Linked DNA regions of Gossypium hirsutum: region 1 is linked to region 2. The links are chromatin contacts, called in public Hi-C maps. All regions are on one chromosome and are shown on one strand. Each heading gives the region's core, a stretch centred on a gene start, on an enhancer-like site or on the middle of the called end of the contact. The rest is flanking DNA. Distances are from core to core; before and after follow the strand shown. Region 1 holds the start of LOC107909854. Region 2 holds the start of LOC107909851.

Evidence for each region. Hi-C and Micro-C count contacts between places; a contact is called where the count stands out from the background.
Region 1: a contact with region 2 is called in a Hi-C map of leaf, with 4 times the contacts expected there. The contact joins the promoter of LOC107909854 here to the promoter of LOC107909851 in region 2. A contact is called at or near these places in 19 of 34 Hi-C or Micro-C datasets (anther, callus, fibers and 4 more).

What each region holds. Positions count from the first base shown.
Region 1 is chrD02:56,271,016-56,277,450 of Gossypium_hirsutum_v2.1, reverse strand. It overlaps LOC107909854, which reads right to left and starts at 1,396. Exons shown (of 2, transcript XM_016837540.2): 1 at 1,058-1,396; 2 at 272-814. The coding sequence starts at 1,180. The coding sequence ends at 326. LOC107909855 (nuclear transport factor 2A) reads left to right here. Exons shown (of 2, transcript XM_016837541.2): 2 at 1-15.
Region 2 is chrD02:56,111,672-56,118,120 of Gossypium_hirsutum_v2.1, reverse strand. LOC107909851 reads left to right here and starts at 1,334. Exons shown (of 1, transcript XM_016837539.2): 1 at 1,334-1,733. The coding sequence starts at 1,334. The coding sequence ends at 1,543. LOC107909852 reads right to left here and starts at 4,258. Exons shown (of 6, transcript XM_041088843.1): 1 at 3,561-4,258; 2 at 315-2,957; 3 at 22-116. The coding sequence starts at 3,948. The coding sequence ends at 2,938.

The sequences.
Region 1 (6,435 bases), core at 147-2,646, 160 kb before region 2:
GATATGTATATGCAATTGTATGCCCACTGTGAATGTTCTTTCTGTTTCCTCGTATTATTTTCGTTTGAAAGGATTGAACCTTGTTCGTGCGCATAACACGGGTCTGGACCTTGGTTTTGAAACATTGGGTGGTTAATGTTGTGACATACACACGCACGTATGATTATCTTGGAATCACAGATGTATTATTGGATTAGAAAAACCGAATGAAAACAATCTTTAAAACTGAGTTAAAATTCAAAGCAAAAGAGAGTAGAATTTGGATTATTGATTGATTATAATAGATGGAATCCTAAATAAAATTATTATTTCGATACTTTGCTACTCACTTTTGAACAGAATAAACAAAAACTATGATTGGTAAAACCTTGGATGGCTCCCACTCAGTGTCCTTACCGCTGGATCCCAGATGTGGGAACTCGGGAAGTTGAAGAGAGGGAGGTGAAGCTGAAGCATCAACAAGGTGATTATAATGTTGTTGTGTAGGTTTGGCTCGACCTTTGAGCAGTGTAACAAGCCAACTTCCAACAGATTTAAAAGGGTGAGTGAGACCATTTTTAACCTGGAGAAGGAGTGATGCTTCAGAGACTTGCCAGAACAAAGTGACGACAATCATCACCGAAAGAAGGCCATGGGTTATGGTATTCTGCTTCTTTATTGCTTTAAGCTCTTTCACCAATTCTTCAACACCCATTCCCCCACATCCACTGCCATTTTCACTTTTTGCCTCTGCTTTATCATCTTCAGCCCTCGGAAAATTTAACTCCTCAACTTCATATTGCTTCAGGGTGTTATTTTCTTTTAATGATTCTAACTGTTCAACAACAGCATGACAACATTAAAAATAAATCCCAATGATGTTTAAATCAGTTCTTCAAGATGAAGAAAACCCATTTTTGATGGGGGGAATTAGAACTATGGAGTTGGCGAGTGTAATGGCATCGTAAATGGGGGTTTTGAAAACGAGGTCTGGTTAGTTCATATGAAGTTGCTCTGAATGAATGAATAATTTGGTTTTAGATTAAGATTAGGATTTTTTTTGATGTAGTGTACATACCTGAGAGAACAATCTGGAGAGGAGATGGTCATTATCGTTTTCAGAGATAGCTTTTACTGTGGTACCTTCTAAGAGTTTCTGGATTGCCTGATTGATAAGCTCAATATCTTGAGTTGATTCCATTGGTTCTCAACATGGAAATTTCACTGCTTTCTTTGTTGGAGGTGGATGAAAGCCGCCGTTAAGTGATTTTTCTTCCGCTTAGAGGTTGAACAGGTGCAATGGATGTCTAAACCCCCTAAAGCTATAACAAAGTTGAGGCCACTTGGCTATGATGTCATCTTGTCTGGCCCACTGTCCATTCTGCGAATGTTCATGAAACCCACATCCAAAACCCATTCCAAGTCCAATTATGCCTTTTTCTTTCTCCAAATCTAGTTTTTGATTTGATAAGTGGGTTTAATTTTATTAAAATTGGATTAATTTTAATTCGACTTTATTTAAACTTAAACTCAATAAATTATAATTTTATGAACTGAATCGAATCTTATTATTTATTATGCGAGTTGCAAGCCTTATTGCTTTCCCTAAGAGAAAAATAAATCCAATTGCCAACCTTATTGCTTTCCCTAAGAGAAAAAGAAAATGAACAATACAATTAGAAGGAATGATGGAGTTAAGTTCATTAAAAATTGCAGCAACTTCTCAAGGAGTATCATTTTCACCAAGCAATGCATCAATGTAGTATTTGTTGTTGGATTCGAGGATGGTATTGTGCTAGTTGTGAAGGAAAATTAGTTAAGAACCTAGCCTTAGAGCAAAGGCTTTAACCACAAGTGTTGATGAGCAACCAGTTGCGCGTTGGCTCCCAAAACTATCAAGCCTTGACTATCTCTAACAATAACAACAATGCTTGTTTTGTGGGATGAATTATTAAAGGTTGCATCGCAGTTGACTTTGAGTGATCTTGATGGTAGAGTCTAAGAAATTTCTTTCAGAGTAGTTAACTTCATGGTTGAGGTCGAAAAGGGAGATATAGCCAAGTTCTGTGAAGAACCCATGAATTCTGTGAACCATCAAGGATTCGCTTATTAGAAAACATAGGTGCGTATCCAGTTAGAGTTTATTGCTATAAATATCACAAACTGGGCCAAATTCAAATTTTTAATTTTCTACTGTGCAAGAAAACTATTTTCAAAGTAGATTTTTTCCAACATGGACGTGGAGTCCTTGATGAAGAAGGCACATGAGGCTATTATAGTGGCAGATACAAGGGTGCAGCCTGGTAATAGCCACAAAAGGAGAAGGACTGAAAGGGGCTCTTATAGTACCAATGAGAGCAGTGGCAATAGGTTGGTCTGCCGTAGGCTAGGCAAGAAACCAGTTAGCTCTAAAAGGGAGATTACTCTATCGGTCATCCCTGCTCATCCCGATATACAAACGAAGTTCGCCACTCCAATGGACTTAACTCTTTACTCCCAAAGTCCGCCTTAAGAGCCCACTCTATACCATCTTCCACCTTTACTGGCTTAAGGAAAAAAATCCCTCTTCTTCTGGTAGGGCATCAAGGTTATTCCTATGGAAGGACCTTTTCAATACGGGTCAGCATCCCTTCTCTCTACTCGAAATTAGCCAGCGAAAGGAAAGTGGTCTCCCTCAAGAGTTGAAAGAATGTACTCTACCCTTGTCCTCTAAAGCTAACCAACCATCACTAACAGAGTTGATGGACTCCTACTAGATAATGGTGGATCAATGTGGCTTTCTTGGCTGGGCCTTTCGAAAGCGTTGTAGTAGAAGTGAAGCTAGACGAGCCTAGTTAGAAATGGCCTTGGCATCTCGAGATCAAGAACTGGCTCAACTTCGACAAACACAAGAGGTTACAGCCTATCATATCCATGAGTTTGCCATGTCTGTCTCCATCTGGAAGATTAAGTAAAACTCCCAGAAAATGGAATTCGAGGATAGGGTATATCAACTAGAGAGCCAGATCAAGTTTCTGGAGGAACGACACATAGCAGACTTGGAGAGAGTGTAGAGGGCGAACAAGGAGGCCTTAGAATAGTACAAGGCAGATACCATGGCGGAGATAGCAAATTATATTCCAAATTAAGATCTAACCATATTCTACACACCCAAGTCGTTAACGAGACTTTTGATGTGAGCTAGGTGAATTTCGGCTACTTGCGCCAGTTCAACAACGTTGATCTGGGCTTCGATGTGATGAATCCTTCTGGTGCTGAATGAGAAGAGTTCCAGAAGAGGTGGAGGGAATCTCAAAACCTCTTATTATCTTTAGAACCCGAGCCAAACACTTCCGCCCCCATTGAAGAAGCCAACGATGAGGGGGAGAAACAAAGAGGAGATGGCTGATCCGTCGCTTAATCATCTTTGTACTTGTATTGGTTCTCCATTTTAATAGAAACTCTCATCTTTATTTTCCTTGTCTTTTGTTTACCACTCATCTTGCAATGATCCACCAACCAACATTTAATCTCATCACATTTATAAAAACTTAAAAGACTGAGCCAAATCTAATGTAACATGTATATAGGGGTTATTTCATAACTTTCTATGTCTAGAGGATCGATTAAACTGAAGCTCTGGTACCACTAAATTGTAACACTCTAAACCCAACCCAATTTCCGAGTCTGGATATCAGTGTCACAAATGACTTGAATAACCTAACAATTGCTAACATGTTACTCACAAATTTAATTATGTATACATATATCTATCATTTTAACAATTAACCCGTAATCAATTCCATGTTTAACGACTAATTTCATACACTAATTTCTTTTTGAAATTAGGTTCAATTCCTTTTAGTACTAAGCCTTTATAGTTATTCTTCATTGTTAGTACAAATAATGATTTACAAAATTTCCAACTCGAGTCTTTACTACAACTACACTATATTAGCCCCCGAGGTGTGGCCTCTAAGTGTGTCCCTCTGTATACATGAAATAGCTACTGTGCCCAACACTCGAATATTGCGGTGTTTGGCTTGGTCTCTCCACTTGATCCCCGAGTCTTCATCTACCCTATATACAAGCAGTAAATGTTATAAGTTCAGAAGAACTTAGTGAGATCTGTACATAGGTATTCATAGAAGACTTCTTAAAATTTAAGAAGATAAGATTTTATGCACAGAGCTAGAACTCCTTGAATTCCGTAGGAGAATTTGCAAATTTCGCTGGTGTAGTCAATGCCTTGTTCTTTTTGAGCCAACTGTTGGCGAACATAACCACTGGTTTGGCCATAACTATGTTCCATCTAACAATATTTTCTTATGGGTTTTGATCCTATTTATCTCATTCTAAACTTTCCTTATAGCATTCATGATATGCCTCATCACTGATACCCGTATTCGCCATCACGAATTGGCGACAACTATTGGCATTTTAACCGAGAATTTGCCATAATTGTGGTCCTTACTTTGATCCCTTTAATTCACACTGAACTCCATATGGATCTACCATACCATTCTGACGATAACCTACTTTTCGACTTAGCATATGCTTGATCCTTTGTTTGAATAAGGTCTCTTCTTAGTATCCTCATTTTTGGACTTGAATATCATACTTGGCTGACTAAATAAACATTGCCTTTTTCCTGGTCGACTCGTACCCGCAATGTAACCCCAAAGTACTTATTCACCTTTGTCCAATCTTTTAAGACACTTCAATTAATAGATAGTTCCTAGCGGACTATCTCCTACTCAGGTATCCCTTGGTGGTTTCCGCCTTTGGTAGTCTCACATGGTTTTCCTTGTGCTATATGGCCCGGATGGACTTCCGTTTCTTCCACTATTTTTCGACAGACTCTCCACCCAAGGTAGTTCTTAGCGAACTCTTCTGCGCTACGTAGTCTTATTCGAGCTCCCTTTTTCTCTATAAACCTCTAGTGGACTTTACTAATCAAACTGTTTGGGTGATCCTCGCCTTAAAGTGATCCTTGGTGGACTTCCTACTTTTTCTAGCTACCTTTTTATCAATTTCACTTGAAATTTCAAGAATCCGATGAACATTTACGTACCCTTAGCCAATGGGTCTACAACATACCTGGTGGATACTTGTTCTCAAGTATCTCTGAAGGAAATGTAACAACCTCACCTAACCCAGTCGCCGAGTCTGGGTATGGACTGTCACAACTAAACCAAATTAGTCTTAACCATAATTTTAAACTTAACTATTTTGAAGACAGACTTTAATAAAAATTCTTGCAATAGAAACTTTGAATTAAAATAAAAGTTTTCTATCTCTAAATTTTCAGACTCTGAGGAAACTATTTAGTTACAATATATTCAGCCTCAAAGTGAAGCCTTAGAAGGTACCCCCTTCTATGTACATGACACCTAACTAACAATGCTCCTTGGTTCAACAGGGTTTGGTTTGGTCCCTCATCGAGTTCCTTATCCAAAGAGCCTTGCAAGCATAGGCTAACTTTCTGTAAGTTCAAATGAACTTAGCGAGTTTCTTTTCTATTATATATATAAATACGACGAGTCTCATTCCATTTGGGGTATTAACCTAGTAAATTATTCTAGCTCTCTGACTTATTTAGACATTCGCATATTTCTTGGAGTGTCAGAATCCTATTCAGATTCTACAACTCTCTATTTACGGAGCGATCATTACCTGGTTAAGCTTATAATAATTCAACCAATTTTGGTAAATCCTAGATGATCTATCTTTCTTGTGAATTATCATTTTTCCTTTCACATATTACCTTATGTTCATGTTCCTCATACTTCTTATTTTGAATATTCATTCAAATTTATCTTGACTCAAAATCCCATTATAGTTTTAGTGGATAAACTATCGCTCTACCTATAAGGCCTACAAGAAAAGACCCACACCAAAATGGTAATCTGACCTTATTTCATCTTTTCTACTTCTACCTTACACTTGGGTAGAAATGTTGGTTGGATTACTTTCCTAAAATCCGCTTTATTTGCAATACCTAAATTTTAGGGCATAACAAGTCTACCTATTTTGAACCATTTGGACTTACAGTTTTCAGCAGACAGTTATTTGAATAACTGTTCTAGTATCTGACATCCTTTCTATGGCGGTTCCCAATGGAATTTCTCCTTGGTGGATATACTCGCAATAGGTTTTCCTCCAAGAGGAATAGTCTTGACATACATATCTGTCACTTGGATTAACCTTCATAGTACTTTTTCCTGTCAATGGGTTCTAATTAACCCCTATTTACTGATTAAACGATCTGAAGTACATACGACCAAACCTTTCCGCACACACAAGAGTTTCCATGAACCATACTACAGGAGTGATCCTCTCATTTACCTTCTAAAGTATTCTTCTAATATGTAGAATTTCTTCAAACACTTATTGGCGGTTCTTGTTGGTAGATCCTCATCTACGATTCTCAGACAAATCTTCTTCTGTTTGCCTATACATTAGCAATACTGACAC
Region 2 (6,449 bases), core at 85-2,584:
ATGGATACTTCCGCTTCTCACCACGACAACCTTGGCGACAGTGTTTTGCATTCTATCCCGGTCAGTGTCGTAAACGGTGATGCTAATCAATTGGGGTTCATCTGTAATTACTGTGCCTATTAAACAAAGCAGTTTTAACAGAATCCATGCGTTGGGGTTCAGAACCCAGAAGCAAATTCAATAGAGAGAGGGTGAACAATCGAAGAATGTAAAATTTCTGTAAAATTTTTGCTAAACTCTAAACAATCAGAAAATAACAAAAAACAAAGCAGAAAGAATAATTAAAGAGAAGAAGAAGAAGAAAAGAAACTCACCAGCGGAAGAGGAACAAAGAACCAGGGAAAAAGAAACAAAGGCAAAGAACTTGAAATCTCAAGCAAAGAACCAGAGGGAAGAACGGTTTTTGGGGGAGAAAAATGGAAATTACCAGCCAAAAGCACTTTTGGCTGAAGAAAAGGAGAAAATTTTAACTTCTTCATCTGGAGAAAAGGACTTCTCCGATGGCGAATTTTTTTCTGAAATGGAGGCTATTCTTCGTTCCTTTTAAGAGAAAAGGACTTTTTATTGAAAAAATCCTTCTAAAACGCAAAGGAGAACGGGCCCTGAAGAGAGTGCATTTGGATTCTTTTACACGTATAATGACTTTATATTATGATTCAAAAATGTTGAATCCAATCCATACCATGTTCAAACTTGTCTTCTAGGTTAAGATTGCTCCTTTTATATATTATTGTCATGCTGGATAAAAATCCTGCTGACCTTACCTTTTTTTTTTCTTTTTCTTTTGTGTAATATGGTAATTATATATATATGTTCTTATTCCTTTTTCAGAAGGTTATTTTTTAAAAGAAAAAAAGCAATAACAGAAATACATAGTTCTATTGCAACTCATAGATTCGTACTTTAAACGAATTTCTAATTCGAATTCAACATGTGTAAAAAGAAAAATAGAACTTGGAAGCTCTGAAATTGAAATCAAATCATGTGACAACTGCTTGCAGTTTGGGAATTCTTCCATGTTCTGGAATAAACAAATTAAGAAAAGGTAGAGGAATAAAAACCAAAGACGGTTCTTATTTGTTAATCAAAAAAGGGAAAGAAATATTAATTATATTAGCAAAGGATAGACAGACGATTACAATTTACAGTCATTGGAAAGGGACGGACGATCCATAATGTTGCCACGTTGTTATTGCACTGGCATCTGTCGAGAACCCACGATGTAGACATGCATGTATATATTTCCCTCTCCCCTTGCGTTGTTTGCTTCTTTCAACCACAACCCACCTTTTTTCAAAGCTTTATTCATTCCAAGAGAGTGTGAAGAGTAAGTATGGCGGACTGGGGACCGGTGGTGATAGCGGTGGTGCTATTTGTGTTGTTAAGTCCAGGATTGTTGTTTCAGTTGCCAGGGAGGAACAAAGTGGTGGAGTTTGGGAACATGCAAACCAGTGGGATTTCCATTCTCGTCCATGCTATTATCTTCTTTGGACTCATCACTATCTTCCTCATCGCCATAGGTGTTCACATCTACACTGGATAGCCTGCCACCCTTACTCTTGTGTTTTGTAAGATTTAGTCCTTTTTTTTTTTCTTTTGTTACCCTTCTGATTGGTTAATGTATTTCTCCAGGGCGAAGTGTTTGGTTTTGGATTGTTATCTTGTTGGCCTTAATGCAGTTGTAGAATAATAGAAATGATTGGTGAAATAGCAAATTTGTGCTTTTATTTGTATGTTCAGACTCCCAGGATAATATCACAACTTTCTGGACAAAAATTAGTTTTGAAGGAAACAACAACAAAGAAGAAAATAAATAAATAAATAAAGTAAAAAGACCTCTTTAACAGACACCTGCCAAGTAGATAATTTGTCAAAATGTCCTTTTTTGCTTGTTTTAACCTTCCATTTTGGATAAGAAATTCGATGCTGATTAGCTGACGAAGATTTTGAACATAAAAAACAAAGCAACGGACGTCCGTTAAATCCAACAAGTAAACGATGGGAGAGACTTGCACGCAATAAAGGGTTGGTAATAACCAAAATAGAACAACAATAGTTGTATTCACAAAGACGCTATAATACATCTACATATCTCAGTTACATCTGCAGCAACATTTATACACATTTCCAGGATGCATTACTACTGGAAAAAAGCCTGGTACAATAGGTTTCCCAAGAACTCCAGTGCTGCTCAATTATCCAACCCATATTCCAATTCTCTGTCTCAATCTTGTTTTTCTCTTCACATAAGTTTCCATGCAGCAATGCCACAATTCCCACAGCGTTTTGAATATAAAGTCTTATCAGTGATCTGCTAAATCTTTGCATTAAATTAGATAGATTGAAGAAGATATACATTCATGTCACGCAAACAAGGATAAAACTTAGCAGCCTAACGCAAAAGGTAATTCATTCAAATGATTCCCAAGGATCGGAGAGAGGCAGGGTATAATAAGTAAGGAAATTTGTCGCAAAACGGGTCATTAATGCGATATCATTTGAATCATTTGTCAAGGCTCAGTTTGTCTGTTCGAGTTAAATCCAAAACTCATTTCAAATCAAATATTAAAAAAATCCAAACCCCAAAGACAAAAGACAAAAAGTCAAAAACTCATTTTTTTCCCCCTTTTTAACTAGTAAAAAAGTTTTTCCCATACCGTAGGAAGAAAGATCTGCATTGGATTGCATAAAAGGTTCAGAAAAGGCATACGCACCAAAGATCAACAGATAAATAAAAGATTGGACAAACTAGAACATATTTGATATTCGAAAGCACTGAAAGCATTCCAAATAAAAGGAGATGGGGAATATGGGGTGTAACAAGACAGGAACTTCTAAAATCCTACCGACCAAAGGTTCAGCCACCACCAAAACCAACCTGAAAGAGAGTTCCCATTAAGCTCTGTTTCCCAGTTTCTTTTCTCCTAGGTTTGGTGCTCACCTCTCATAGCTGCAACCTGCAGTTCAGCACTACACTAGTAAAAATACAAAATATCCAACGCCAAATTTTAGCAGAATCTATGAAAAGCGATTTAAGGTTAATAAAAAAATGCAGAGGATGGAACAGAATTAATTCCTGTGAACAAAAGAGGCACTTCGCAAAATATAGCTCTAATTCACAATAACCTACTTACTTAGTCCTCTTAGTTCAACAAATGTCCTTCTTCTTTTTTTTAATCTTCACCCATTCAACTATCAATCATGAAATATACCCCCAATCTCAAACCTACAAATCTTACAGTATATTGCCATTATTAGCATGCTATTGAAATCAAAGCCACTTAATGATGAAATCCAGTAACTTGACAAAAACGTACGAAAGGAAAGAACCTAGGGTTTATTATAAAGTTTTTTTTTCTTTTTTATGTACAATTTCCAAATTAATCCAAAAAAATAAAATTTAGGAGAACCTAGAATTGAACACATTTTTATCCCCAGTCCTTCACGAAAACAGAGAATGCGACATCAAAAGGTAAAAAGACAATTTAAGAGAAAAAGTATATGTAAAATACAACACAATATCAACCCATTCAAGAAGAAATAATCAACAAACAAATTACCAGGGATATCCTTTCGCCGCGAAGGAGGGGCCATGGCGTAACACAGAATCGAACTACCTAACATGAAAACCGTTGAAACAATCCCAGCAACGTAACAAACCATGACCAAACCAAGAACCCAAGGCATCAACATGAACCCTATAAAGAAAGTAACTGATCCACACAGCATCAACGAAACAGATATCCCTAGCATCAGCCAAGCGAATCCCGCCGGCGGTACCGTCGTCATCAATGCCGTTCGCGGAAGAGGACTCCTCTCCGGGGCGGCTGGTTGGTCAGAGAAGGGAAGCGGCATCGTAGGTAATCGTAGAAGATTTAGGACCAGCGCCAACAGCTCGTAGAAAAACCTTGATTGTTGGCCCTGATTTCGTTGTTGTCTTCTCATCATCTTTTTTTTCTCATAAAAATTCCTAGATGAAAATTGTCCTAACCCTATAATCCGAGCAGGGAGGGGGGGGAGTGAAAATTGGAAACAATAACTAGAATTTATTTTTTGCTAAAACGAGGCAACTGGAAAAACGAGTACACGGTTATCAAAAACACCGTTTAATTGGAGAAAAATTAACAATCAGAGGGTTCCAGCCAAGGCTAAGGCTTTGTTTGTTTCTCAGGAAAATTTGGAGGGTAACCAAAAGATAGAAGTGACGCGGCGCTGCTGTTATTCCATTTAAATGGAATTTTCAGATAGCAAAAAAGTAAAAACAAAGACAAAAACAGAGATTATATCCGAAACGAAAGCGTAAAGGATTAAGTTAGGCGTCCTAAAACTCCCACGTGGCTTTAACTTACTAGCTATTTTTCTTAATGCCTGATTTGCACGACTTTTTTTTTTATGTTCTAAATTATAGATTAGCTAGTGAAAAATAAATTGATCCAAATAATAAAGATGCTTTAATTCAATGAAAAAGCATAAATGTGTAGATATTTTTGTATTTATATTTTCTATATAAAATATATAACATGGAAAAAAAATAGATTCAAAATAATACAATTAATTTTATAAAGTAAATATTTTTATATTTTTATATTTTCTAATTGAGTTTATATTCGATTAACCCACAACACCAATTCAAATATTCAAGTATTGGTTTTATGATAAATATAGATATTTAAATTTTAAAAATTATTTTTTAATAAATTTTTTTAACTATAATTAACCTGTAATCTATAATATATACATTTTTAAATATTTACTTTGTTGGAATAGTTCTTTGAGATACATTAAATGTTTAATTTATTTAATTAATTTTTATTTATAATTAATAAATTAATACCTATACATTGGTAAGGTTCATCTTTCAAAATAATTCTTAATTTGTAATTTCTTAAAAAAATTAATTTACTAACAGACCATTTTCAAAAAAAAATTCCTAAAAAAAATTAATTTGTTATGAATATCTTATTAAATGAATGTCCATCATGATCAAGATAAAGTTTTAATATATCTTAAATTATAATAGTTATTAGAATTAGATCTCTACTTTTTCTATATTTCTTATGCCTGTAAATAAAGACTCTGATGAAGCATTGTAATCATCCCTTTTGATCAATAAAATACAATCTCTATTCCTTTCATGTTTTTTTTGTTCTTTATTCTCTTCATATTTCTTTATTTTATAACACGTTATCGGCACGATCTTGCTCAAAATGATAATTCCTTTTATCGACTATCAAATTTATCCTTCATGATTTTTAATATCTTTGACAGCAAGATGCAGAGTTTTTACAGGAAGTTTCTTTTATTTAATGTTTCATATCTTTTTTTTTAATTTTTATTTCATTTTACGTTATCATTGTTTTGATTAATTTATTTTACTTTTTATTCTTAAGGATGGTGAAAAATTTGATATCATTATCTATATGAAATCGAGAAGTAAGATTCACTCTCAAAGTTTGCTTTTTGATATTTACTTGGGGATGATCAGTTTCTCTTCATTACAAAGGATGTTTATAATCACTACTTCTCGTCCATGGTAACGTAAGTTAATCTAATCAACTTCTTTTGAAATTTGACTTGATTTCTTTTAAAAAGTTCAATTTATATAATTCACTATTTGTATCTCTATGAATTTATAAAATCCTTCACGCATTTAGTTATTGAGATTTTTATATGGAGATAAATATTTTTTTATTTTTAATAGAATTGATTGGTTTAATTTTGATTTTGATTAAGATATATGATTATTGCAGAATGTGAGTAAAAATACTTACTTGACATGAACTTTGGGATATTCACCCTGTCTGTGATAATTTCATATCTGTTAGAATTAAGTGACCCGAATCTTTATTTAAATAAAATACATTGGTAAAATAAAATAAAAGTAAAATCCATATAGAACTACACTTCTTTTATTTTATTTTAGAATAAGGTTTTTTAAACCTTATTAAGCTCCATCTATTTGATATTGATTAGAAAAAGGTGTTTCAATATTACTACACTCCTATTAGATTACAAGCCTATAAATAGACATAGCCTACTTCTCTTGTAATCATTCGAATTCAACATAGTGAATTATATTCTCCTCTTTCTGTGGTTTTTTTCCCAAAAGGGTTTTCAAGTAAAATTTGTGTTTTCTTTATGTTTCTCTCTCTTTTTCTTTGTAATACATTGTCATTACCGACGTTCTATTTTTAACAAATTGGTATTAGAGCTTCAGGGTTGTTCATCTCAATGACGGCAATAGTGTCTTTGAAGTATGAAATTTCATTGTAGGATTGCAACACCAGATTCGCGTTGTGGCAGATAAAGATGCAGGCAATTCTTGCACAGATGAACTTAAAGGAAGCCCTGCTAGGGGTAGATAAGATGCCTTCAACATTGACGGAGGAAGAGAAGAAGCTCAAGGATCGAAAGGCGTTAACACAGTTACATCTGCATTTGTCTAACGA